Regions from separate parts of the Sus scrofa genome. Here all the other regions are linked to region 1. The links are chromatin contacts, called in public HiChIP or PLAC-seq and promoter capture Hi-C maps. All regions are on one chromosome and are shown on one strand. The core of a region is the stretch at or near the end of the contact, and the rest is flanking DNA. Distances in the headings are between cores, read along the strand shown.

What was found. Promoter capture Hi-C pulls out the DNA fragments that hold promoters and counts their contacts. HiChIP or PLAC-seq counts read pairs in DNA pulled down with a chosen protein or histone mark.
Region 2: a contact with region 1 is called in an H3K27ac HiChIP or PLAC-seq map of alveolar macrophages. The contact joins the promoter of MAPKAPK3 here to the promoter of TEX264 in region 1. A contact is called at or near these places in 2 of 5 promoter capture datasets (fetal liver and fetal skeletal muscle), 2 of 47 Hi-C or Micro-C datasets (embryonic fibroblasts and skeletal muscle) and 2 of 2 datasets of contacts at active chromatin or transcription factors (alveolar macrophages and skeletal muscle).
Region 3: a promoter capture Hi-C map of fetal skeletal muscle shows a contact between it and region 1, with 3 times the contacts expected there. The contact joins the promoter of C13H3orf18 here to the promoter of TEX264 in region 1. A contact is called at or near these places in 2 of 5 promoter capture datasets (fetal liver and fetal skeletal muscle) and 2 of 2 datasets of contacts at active chromatin or transcription factors (alveolar macrophages and skeletal muscle).

What each region holds. Positions count from the first base shown.
Region 1 is chr13:33,889,829-33,893,812 of Sscrofa11.1, forward strand. It overlaps TEX264 (testis-expressed protein 264), which reads left to right and starts at 2,729. Exons shown (of 5, transcript XM_021068863.1): 1 at 2,729-2,958. RAD54L2 (helicase ARIP4) reads left to right here. Exons shown (of 22, transcript XM_021068850.1): 22 at 1-739.
Region 2 is chr13:33,095,852-33,099,407 of Sscrofa11.1, forward strand. MAPKAPK3 (mitogen-activated protein kinase-activated protein kinase 3) reads left to right here and starts at 1,557. Exons shown (of 11, transcript NM_001143717.1): 1 at 1,557-1,662; 2 at 1,938-2,213. The coding sequence starts at 1,989.
Region 3 is chr13:33,044,380-33,047,910 of Sscrofa11.1, forward strand. It overlaps C13H3orf18, which reads right to left and starts at 1,316. Exons shown (of 5, transcript XM_003132231.4): 1 at 1,049-1,316. HEMK1 (hemK methyltransferase family member 1) reads left to right here and starts at 2,661. Exons shown (of 11, transcript XM_021068829.1): 1 at 2,661-2,808.

The sequences.
Region 1 (3,984 bases), core at 1,479-3,978:
TCTCTGTTACCACTACTGGGAAAATATTCAGAAGAGAGGGGACCTCATACTGTGACCTGACCCAGGACCGTCCTCCCCTGGAAGAGAGCTCAGCCCAGGTTTTGTGTGGGTGTGTGGGTGTGTGGGTGTGTGTGTGTGTGTGTGTGTGCGTGCGGCAGTGTATGTGTGTGGCAGTGTATGTGTGCACAGGTATTCTTATGTGCACGTGGTGTAAACTGACTTATCTGGTTGTGTTACTCAGGGTGGGCTGGGGACTCATGGGAAGAATCCCCTCAGCCTGCCCAAGACTGTTTTTTTTCCTGTACCCTCTCCAGAGGGGTCAGGGGAAGGGGGTCCAGGTGGGTAGAGGGGGTTGCAATGGATAACCACTAAGGCCACACTGTTGCCAGGAGGAGTGGGGGGAGATGAGGTGGCCCCAGGGACCTGGCACCTGGCTTTGGTTTTCCGTCTTCTTTCCTCAGGACGCCCCCTGAGGCTTGGGACCTGCGCCTGGCTTTGAGGAGCATCTGTAGCTGGGTGCTCCAGCTGCTGGTGTGATCATGGGCTTCCCTCCTCTCTCAGCAGGGCAGGTGCTCCTGCCCCAGAGACTGGGCAACTGGCTGTTTCTATGACGTATTTATTTTTACTTGTGTTTCATGTCACTTTTTTAAAAAAGCAAACAGAACAATTGTAAGTCAGTATAACTGCCTATCAGTTTTCTTTATTTCTCTTTTTGTAAAATAAAATTTAAACTGAAGAAGGCAGTGTTGTTTGATCAAGGAACTGTCTGAGCAGCTGTTTGGCTGGGTGGTGGTAAAAGGAATATAATTTAGAGCATAGTGGATGCTGGATGGTACCTGTGGGGGTAGGGGGTGGGAATAAAAGGCAGATTGCTGGCAGGCTTTTTATGCAGTGGGGTTCACTTTTTTGCCTTTGCCTGCCTGAAGAGGACTACATTTCCTGGCTTTAGAGGGAACAGTGAGGCTGACTCAGAGTAGCCTGAAGCTAGCTCATCCCTCAGTTGTGGCAGGTTCTGCAGGGGCAGCCCTAACTAGGCTGTGAGTACCCAGGGATTGGGCACAGCATCAGTGCCTTCAGAGGGTGGGAGACGGCTGGTGGCAGGGTTTGCAGAGTATCTTACACTACCTGTACTTTCTCCATTTGTCACCTGAGTTAGAAGATCTAACCAGTGCCTCAGAGAGAACTAATGAGGGCTTTGGAACATGAAGAGGTAGAGGAAGGAAGGGATGGTCTATGCTTTAGTTACCCAAGTTTGGTCCTTTTAAGGGGAGGAGCCTGGGGAAAACATTCTCTGGAAATGTACTAAGGGAGAACTAAAGAGCTTCTGTGGGAGTTCTTTTGTCAGGGGAAGTCAGGAGGAGGCAGAGACCAAGTCTAGGCTCATGAGAGGAGAATATGTGCTATTTGGATATAGGACTGAAGAGTGCATGATGCAGATGGCTAGGTGGTCAGCTCTGCTCAGACTTGATACAAGGGGGAGAGCAAAGTGCCTGGGCTATTGCCTGGTGGCTAGCAGAGGCCATGCAGGGGTCCTCCCAAGCGGGCGGGAGGTGGCAGTGCTTGTTGGCAGCTGCCTGAAATAAAGCCTGGGAGGCCACTGGCCTACAGCCCCAGTCACAGGCCAGCTATTTTAACACTACAGAGGTGCTAAAGCTCCTAAGGCACATTTAGAACTCGGATGTGAGGCTATGGAGTTCCCTAACCAAGCTAAAGGAAGTAAGCAGAGAACCAGATGAGGAAAGGGTATGGGAGTTCCTGTCGTGACTCAGCAGTTAACGAACCTGACTAGTATCCATGAGGACATGAGTTCAATCCCTGGCCTCCCTCAGTGGGTTAAGGATCCGGCGTTGCTGTGGCTGTGGTGTAGGCTGGCAGCTGTAGTTTTGATTTGACCCCTAGCCTGGGAACCTCCACATGCCATGGGTGCGGCCCTAAAAAAAGAAGGAAAAAAAAATTTGGAAAGAGTAGCTCCAGACAACAGTTTCCTGGATGAAGCTGATCATCTTCAGCTTCTGAGAAGCAGAGGCTGTCTGTCTCTGAAAGCACTGGCCCGTCCTTGTCTCAGGGAATGACACAAGTGCATAGTTCACTTGCCTGAAGCACCTAAAGGATTTGGTCATGTTCCTGATATTCATCAGCAAAACAGCTGCCAAACCTCCAGCCCAGCTCTGAGTGCCTCTGAGGGGTCAGCTACCCATTCTTCTGGTTGGTCTAGAACCCTATGGATGAAGTTCAATTTTCCCTGCCTATGGAGAGAATAATGTGAAGCAGAAGGAAAGGCAACCAGCTACAACTGCCGCTTTGTGGCCAGTCTGTCCTTGGCTAGTACAGTAGGGGGATCCATAAAAAGAAGATTCACCTCCCAAACATCAATCCTCCGTGTGAGGAGCACCAAGGTAGCTTTTGGCCCATACCATCTTGTGGCGAAACTTATGAGCATAGTTGCCCCCTCCCCCACTCTTTCTACTGCAAGATCGGCCTCTCAGGAGGGCGAGATTTTATGTTTGGGGCCCTAAGAGAGTGCTTTGTTGTTTGTTGATCCTCAGTAATACAAGCTGAAGATTGAACCTGTCTTCAAGGAACAAACAATTGACTTGGGGGTTACCTAGAATGTGTTAAACTGGAACAGCAGACTAGCCTCGCCCAGCCGCGTCTAGGGCACTGAGGGAGGAGCGTGGAAGGCGGGCGTCCCCCAGTTGGTTCCAGGAAGGCGGGGCCTTGGTTTTGTTCACTTGGCGTCCTCAGACCTTAGCAAGGAGCCGTGCTTCATAAACGCTGGATGGGTGAATGATCACCCCCCCAACTCCCTCTTCCCCGCCTCCTCCTCACCCCCCTAAAAATCCCAGAGCACAGGGATGGACCGCTGGAGGCAGGAAGCTGATATTTGCGTTGTCTGGAGATTCCCTAAGCCTCAGATGTGAGACGGGAGCAAGTGGACCTGCCTTGCTCGGTTCCCAGGTCTGTTGCGAAGCCTCAGTGAGAGAAAATGGCAGTAATTAGGGTGGTACGAATGCCAGACTTCTACTGCCATGCTGCGCTTCCCAAACTAATTCAAACGGTCCTCTGAGGTGCCATTTTTTGGGACCAGACTGGCTCTCTACCACGGGCCTCTAGGCCGACTTACCCCCTTCACTGCTAGGGTCGGACAGTCGTGGTGCTCTCCACAACCCAGAAGCTAAGGGGCTGTTGACTTCATCCTCTGCAACCCAGTAGTTTGTGGGAAGCAGGAAGGTACCTGGTGGGCTCGGCTCCTAACGGCCACAGGCCAAGGCGCGTGTTTGTCGCCACGGATACGGGTGCGGCAGGCCTCCGCCCTTTGGGTCCCGCACGCACGCGCCCACGGCCACGTTCTGCCTCGAGAGGGGGCGGAGCGAGCGTGCGCGGCGGGCGCGCAGGCTCCGCGACGCAGCCCCGAGCCGCGTGCGCGAATCGGCTTCCGAGGCTGGGGGCCGCTGAGGTGAGGGCCGGGCGGGGGAGGTATCCCCGCCCGGGCGGCCCCACGCGCGCCCAGGGCCTGGCACCTCCGCCTGGGCGCGAGCTCAGGGCCTTCCGTGTCCCCACCGTGATCCTTGCGGCCCAGCATTTCTTTGCATCTCGTCTCTCCCACAGCTGGCCCTGGTCGGGTCCAAGGGCCCAAACGCGACCTTGGATCAGCCTACTATCCCCGGCTGCTCTCCATCTTAGCTTCGGGTGCAGGGCAGGCCCAGAGGCTGGGGAGCTGGGGGCGGGCGAGGGGGTAGGGGGCTCGATGACGAAGGCCAGAACCGCGCTTTAACTCCGCCCCCTTCTCCCTAGGCTGCGGCTCACCGCGGCGTTGTAAACTTTAGCTTCCTATAAGTTGCGGAGGTGCCTGGGGCCTCCAGAAGTTGTGGCTGAAAAGAAGAGGGCTGGGTAAATAGGTGAGGCGAGGGTGAGCGGGGTCTGGAAGCCCAGAGTAAAGAGTGGACGCGACGACCCTTCCACCCCGCGAGGCCTCTCGGACCC
Region 2 (3,556 bases), core at 307-2,806, 800 kb before region 1:
GCCAATCAATCAATGGAAAAATGGGCAAAAGACCTGAATAGACATTTCTCCAAAGAAGATATACAGATGGCCAACAAACACATGAAAAAATGCTCAACATCGCTGATTATAAGAGAAATGCAAATCAAAACTACCATGAGATACCACCTCACACCAGTCAGAATGGCCATCATTAATAAGCCCACAAATAACAAGTGCTGGAGGGGTTGTGGAGAAAAGGGAACCCTCCTGCACTCTTGGTGGGAATGTAAACTGGCACAGCCACTATGGAGAACAGTTTGGAGATACCTTAGAAATCTATCCATAGAACTTCCATATGACCCCGCAATCCCACTCTTGGGCATCTATCCGGACAAAACTCTACTTGAAAGAGACACATGCACCCGCATGTTCATTGCAGCACTATTCACAATAGCCAGGACATGGAAACAACCCAAATGTCCATCGACAGATGATTGGATTCGGAAGGTGTGGTATATATACACAATGGAATACTACTCAGCCATAAAAAAGAATGATGACATAATGCCATTTGCAGCAACATGGATGGAGCTAGAGAATCTCATCCTGAGTGAAATGAGCCAGAAAGACAAAGACAAATGCCATATGATATCACTTATAACTGGAATCTAATATCCAGCACAAATGAACATCTCAGAAAAGAAAATCATGGACTTGGAGAAGAGACTTGTGGTTGCCTGATGGGAGGGGGAGGGAGTGGGAGGGATCGGGAGATTGGGCTTATCAGACACAACTTAGAATAGATTTACAAGGAGATCCTGCTGAATAGCTTTGAGAACTTTGTCTAGATACTCATGTTGCAACAGAAGAAAGGGTGGGGGAAAAATGTAATGTATACATGTAAGGATAACCTGACCCCCTTGCTGTACAGTGGGGAAAAAAAAAAAAGAATATCTGTCACTGGGGTGGGAGAAGACTTTTAAAACACAACACCCTAAGCTCAAACCATAAGATGAAAAGTTGATCCATCTGACCAAATGGGAATTTAGGATTTCTGGTCTTAGGATACTGAATCCCAAGAGAATATGAGCAGGAGATGGACGGTAGGGAAGAGATGGCCAGAACCACTAGGAACTAGAGAGACGCGAATCACAACAAAATTCCATTTCACTTGGCATGTTGGCAAAAATTAGTACTTTAGGTAGGTGGCGGTGGGCCACCGCTAAGGAAATCGCAAGCTTTACAAATTATTCTGGAAGGTCTCAGGGCAGAGTGCAGAGAAAACACCCCACTAAAGGGGCTCCCTGAGTCTCCGAGAGAAACAAGACTTCCTATGCTGCCACTTCTTTGGTGGCTGGTAAAATTCGAGGCTCAAACAACCCACGCAGAACCTCGCTCTCTAGAGCTGGGGTCTACCGGGCCACTGGCGGAGCCTCGGTGGTTTCCGCCCCCTCGAGAAGCCACGCCCCCTATTGCTGCCGCTGCTCTGGGCGGGCCCCGCCGGGCCCCGCCCAATCCTGCCAAGGGCCTCCTGGCCCTTTAAGGCTGACCGAGCCCGGCCTCTAGTCTGGGACGCGTGGGGGAGGGGGGCGGTCACATGGGCCGACGGCTGCGCGGCTCCGCTCCGGGCTCCCGCGGCCGCTGGCTCCGGCTACTGCCGCCCCTACCTCTTACCGGCCCTGCAGCCGGGTGTACTGCCAGGTACGCCCTCGCCAGGTACACTTTCCCTGGGCCCCCTCCACCTCCCACTCCCGGGACCTCGCGGCCCTTTCCCTTCTAGATGGGTGGCCGGGCGGGACTCTCCTGTGCCCCGCTGCGCGACCACCGCCCCCCTGCCGCGTCTCCGTACACTCCAGCAGTTCGCCTGGCATTCCCAGCCCTGTCCCTGGCCCAAAACCCAGTGTGGTTCAGGGGCTCCAAGGCTGGGGTATATTGAAGTAATCTGAGCGGAACTCACTCTTCCTTTCTTCCCCAAGTGGCCTTGGACACGCCAGGCTGGGGCCGCCTCTGAGCGCCCCGCGGGGGCCATGGATGTCGAGACAGCAGAGGATCAGGGGGGCCCTGCGCCCCCGCCAGGTGCACCCTGCGGAACTTGCTTAGCAGGCGCTCCGGCCCTCGGGGGGCGGCGCGAGCCCAAGAAGTACGCAGTGACCGACGACTACCAGTTGTCCAAGCAGGTGCTGGGCTTGGGTGTGAACGGCAAGGTGCTGGAATGTTTCCATCGGCGCACTGGGCAGAAATGTGCCCTGAAGGTCAGTGACCCTTCACTGCCGTGTGGGTGACCCAGAGGGCCCAGCAGCAGAGACCTGTGGCCTCGGGGCCTCTGTTAAGCTTCTTATGCTCAGCATCTTCTTCCGCCCTCTTACTACCCGGTAAGGACAGGCTCCTGGTCCTCCCTTCTTTACAGTTGGGGAAACTGAGGCTAGGCCTAGGGTGTCCTGTGCCAGGGAGCAAGGGGGTGGAGTCAGTATGCGTACAGCCTGCTGTACCCGGAAGCAGGGAAGGAGTGGCTCCTGACTCTGGGTTTCTGACTGGGCCCAAGGAGGGCCTTCATTCAGCTTGGCTGCTCCTTCCCTGAGAAGCTCTTCTGACTGGAATGGGTCTAAGTTTCTTTCTACCTGAGAATGAGTCCCTGTGAAAGCTTGAAGTGGGGCTGCATTCTCCTGTGGCCCCTGCCTGCCTGGGCTCCTGGGTGGGAGCCTCCCAGGGCTGACTGGTGGGCAAGGATGACACCCATCACACCTGTGGGCAGGAGCTGCTGATGGGCTTCAGCTGAGTCACCAGACCCATGTTGAAAGGGGCAGGTCCTATCCAAGTCTGACCCACCTTGTTTCCTGGGCAGAGGGCAAGCCAGCCAGCTAGCCACATCACACCAGAGGCTCCTTATAGGCCTAGCTGAGATCTCAGTGATACAGGTGGAATCCAGGGAGTCCTGGGGGTGGCTGGTCTAGCTATGTAGTTCTGGTTTAGGTCATATATAGAGTTCTGGGCCCAGGACCCTGCCCCATACCCAGAATCCCTTGAATCTGGGGTCATCACTGGGAAATTTACTTAATTGCAGCCCGTGCCAATAGCAACCTGAATGGTAGAACATGGCAAGGAGAGTGGCTCCTAGAGGTTAGAATACAGCAAAGGATATTCTCATTTTACAGACATTGCAATTATGAGCCCAAGTGCAGAGTCCTACAGATGTAGCTCTCATCTTTGGCCTGCATTTGCCAGTTCCATGATCTTGGACTCTTGAAATCAGGTTTCTGCTCAAGGGTTTATAAGATAAGGAGTTGACGTGAGCTTGGAAGAGATGATGTGTGTAGAATAATTGGTACAGGGCCTGATGCAAGCATGGACAGGCTATAAGACTTATTTAGGGTACAGAGTCTGCAAGTATCCTATCAGGAACCTGGGCCCAGCTCCCTGTGTCTTTCCCAATGGTGTTAGGGCTGATAGAGAGGGTCATCTCCCCAGGGTGATCTTGGAGACCACAAGAATGGGTCCAGAGGATGCTCAGGGCTGGGCTGGTGAGGCTGGGTCTTAGGAACAGCTTCTTTGCTTACTAACCCAACAGTGGAGTGGGGTTGGGGGGCCCTTTTGGAGC
Region 3 (3,531 bases), core at 66-2,565, 850 kb before region 1:
AGAATGAACAAGTCTCTAGAAAAACACTAGCTCAGCACAACCCTCTCATCCACAGTAAGCATCCAATAAATGCTAGATCTTCTCCCTCTGGCCACTCCAGTTGGGAAATGGGAGCCACAGAAGCCCCTGGGACCCAGCCTACTATGTGGGCCAGTTTGTGCTTGGAGTGATGGCAGGGACAGGTGTGGCAAGACCAGAAGACAGGAAGGAAACAGAGAGGCTAAAATCAGGCCCTCTGGTGGGGTTTCTCTGTAAGCTCTTGGGTCACTGGACCCCCTGTGGGGGTGCTAGGGGCTGCCAGGGACTAGGAGAAAATTAAGTGGAGCCAATCTTCAAGGGCAGGGATGGAGCTCCCACTTTGAGATGTCTTATCTTTCCCTTCCCTCCTCCCTTGGGAGCAGAGGGTGGGAGATGTGCCCAGTCCAGATTTTGACCTGGGCCTTCCCAGGCCAAAGGGCCCTGGGCAAGGCAGGGTGGGAAGAAGTTCTAGCCAAACTGCAGAAGGGCAGGCCTAGGGCGAGGAGGGACGCACAGCTCAAGACTAGCTTCTGCACACTAGCTCATGGGTATATGCAGGGTGCCTCCCTGTACAGGTGCATGCCTGTGTGTGAGGTTTGCACACATCCATGACGGCCCCTTAGGAAGGGGCAAAGCTGGCACAGAAACATGGGATGGGAGATGCTCATCATTCCTCTCTGTCCTCTTCCTCTAGCTAGGCTGGGCATGTCAGGAGTCTCAGGTTCTTTCTTGGCTCTGCCACTGACCCCAGATATGACCTTGGGCCTTGACACTTGCTCTGGGGCTCTATTTATTCCTCCCTCCAAAGGAGAGAAAGGGCCCTGCTCTTCACTGTTCAGGACTGTCTTTGGTCCAAAGGGCAAGAGAAGGAAGCCAGGGAGAAAGAGATGGGAAAAACGACCTCCAAGAACCCGCATGCCATTCATTCTCCACCAGGTTCATCAATCCTCCGTGTTCCAATCCCCGTCCCCACCTCCGCGACTCTGTGATTCCTCCATTCTTGCACAGAAGCAGCGACCTCAGCACTTACTTAATCCTCTCTGGGGCGCCGAGCTCAGCAGGAGAGGCTAGGGGTGGTGGCGATCGGCAGGAGGGGGCGGGGGAGAGGGGATCCCCAAGCCTAGGGTAGGGGGCGGCAGGTCCGACCCTTGGGCTGGGACTGCAACGTCGCACCGCCAGCAGCCGAGAGTGCCAGCCTGGACCCGGATAGGCGGGGCTGGGACCCACCGCGGGGGTGGGGCCGAGGCGAGCAGCCTCGCGGGTCTGCGACGTTCCAGCTCCTCTCCTCCCTGCCAGCTCCGAGTCCCCTGCCCCGGATTGGCTGTTAAGCCCAGAGCCCGCCCTGCATTGGCCCGCTGGCCTGTCACTTGGATCTGGCTCTGCCCCCAGCAGGAGCGGGAGCCGGGTCAAGGTTCTTGGAGACCACTCCTCACTCCCCGAGGCCTATGCAAGAGTTGGGCGGGGGATGATGCTTGGCCGGGCCCTTTCTAGGGGCCAGAACTCTGGCCTCCGGCTAGCCTGGGCTCCACCTCCGCCAAGACAGACTTGCGCTTCCCAAACGCAGGTGGACGCAGGTTTGGGGAGAGCACTAGACTAGGATCCTTGAGCCTATATTGAACTCTGGATCGACCCTCCATTAGCTTGGCGACCTAGAGCAAGATGTTCTCCTCCCTCGGTCTCAGTTTCCTGTTCACGTGGGCTCTGGTGTGTGGGCTCTTGGTAAAGGACACCTACCCTGGTCTAGAAATGATTCATCTTCAGAGAAGTTGGAGACGGGTTGGAATTATTACTGCAGTGGTATTATTGGGCACTTGGAACCAAGCAAGCCCACAGACATCCCTCCATCCGGAGCACGAACACCTCTGGAGAGGAGCCTTCAGATACTTTCTAATCCTCAGGTTTTCAAAGGAGTTTATGGGGATCAGGGGTCTGGGATGGAGTTCGGGGAAACTGCATGTTTAATAGTAGTTTAGTTAACCGTGAGGTAGGTAACAATAGATTCCGGGGCGAGGGGTTGGCACTGGCAGGCCATATTTTGCAGGACACTGCCATGAATTTTATAAAAGCAACTGAGGCCCACAGATGGGCACCTGGACAAAGCCTCGAGACGAGTCAGGATTCTAATCCTAGTCTCCTACTTCCAGTTTCCCTGCTCCAAACCCTAAAACGGGAACTAGAGGGTTAAAAGCAGCCCTTGAGCCCAGGCGCCACCTGGACCGCAGGTCCTGGACACCCAGTCCCGCTCCTTAAATTAGTACCCGCCCCCAGTGCTGGGACCCTCCCACGAGCCCCTCTACTCTCTCGCCGGCTTCTTTAGACCACGCTCCTGAGCATCGCGCCCCAATTCTCGAACCCTGGGCTGGCTGGTGACACGCCTCCATTTGGGCTGGCTACACATCGCACGGATGGGTAGCCAAACGCCAGCTCGGAGCAGTTACTGAGGCCAGAGTCATATCCCTGCTATGACCTTTAGGAAGACTGGCTGGTCCAGGCCCCCGGGGAACGACCCTATACACTACCAAGCACTTTCTGACGGGGGGCGCCGGCGGGCGTTTTTGGGCGTCGCGTTCAAATCCTGCCCCACTGGCCCGCCTCGCCTTCTGAGGTGGAACCTAGAGGCGCTAGGAACCCTAAAGCTGGACTGCGGGGTCCACCCGAGCCCTTTCCCAACCGCTCCAACCCCGGAAGCAGAGCCTTGGAGGGCGCTCACCGCGCGTTACTCACATCCGGGCGCCGAACCCGCGGTAGTTTCTTTAGGCTGGAGGGCGAGTAGGGTGGTAACTCAGGCAGGTATGAGCAGCACTCTCCCGACCTACCCTCCTCCCCTTATCCCGTTGTACAAATGGAGAGGTAGACTTGCGGAGAGGCGACCTCTTCGTGCGGACCTGAGGGGGCAGCTGCGCCCTTGATTTCAAGCCTCAGCTTTTTCCTGGGCAGCGCTGTGGCAGACAGAGCCGCTCCTGGAGTTCGAAGGACTTGTGTCTTACGTGGGACAGTTCCTAGCTTTGGGCAGGTTGCTTCCCGTCTCCGAGTCTCCTTTTCCTCTCTGTTTGTCTCTGAAGATGTGGCACTTAGCAGGTATTCAGTTAAGGCTAGTTTGAACCTTGATCTCTGTAAGAGGAAAGAAGACCACTGATTTTAAACCTGAAGTTAAATTTGTTTGTGATAACTTAAATATGAAATTAACAAAAATTATCACTTTTTTAGCTGAGTTTATGCTGATGATTAGGACTATGGATTAAATTGGGAGTGTGACCAGAACTCAGCCTTTGTGCATCCACACTGAATTGAATCTCTGAGGCAGAGTTTTGGATGAAGGAGAAAAGAATAGCCTTATTGCTTTTCCGGGCAAAGGGGGACACAGCAGAGTAATTCCCTCAAAACTTCCCAAACCAGGGGGGATTTGGGGAGGAGTTTTTTTTTTAATATGTATTTATTATTAATTTTTTAATGTCTGCACCCACGACATTTGGAAGTTCCTGGGCCAGACATTGAATCTGATTAGTTTCAACC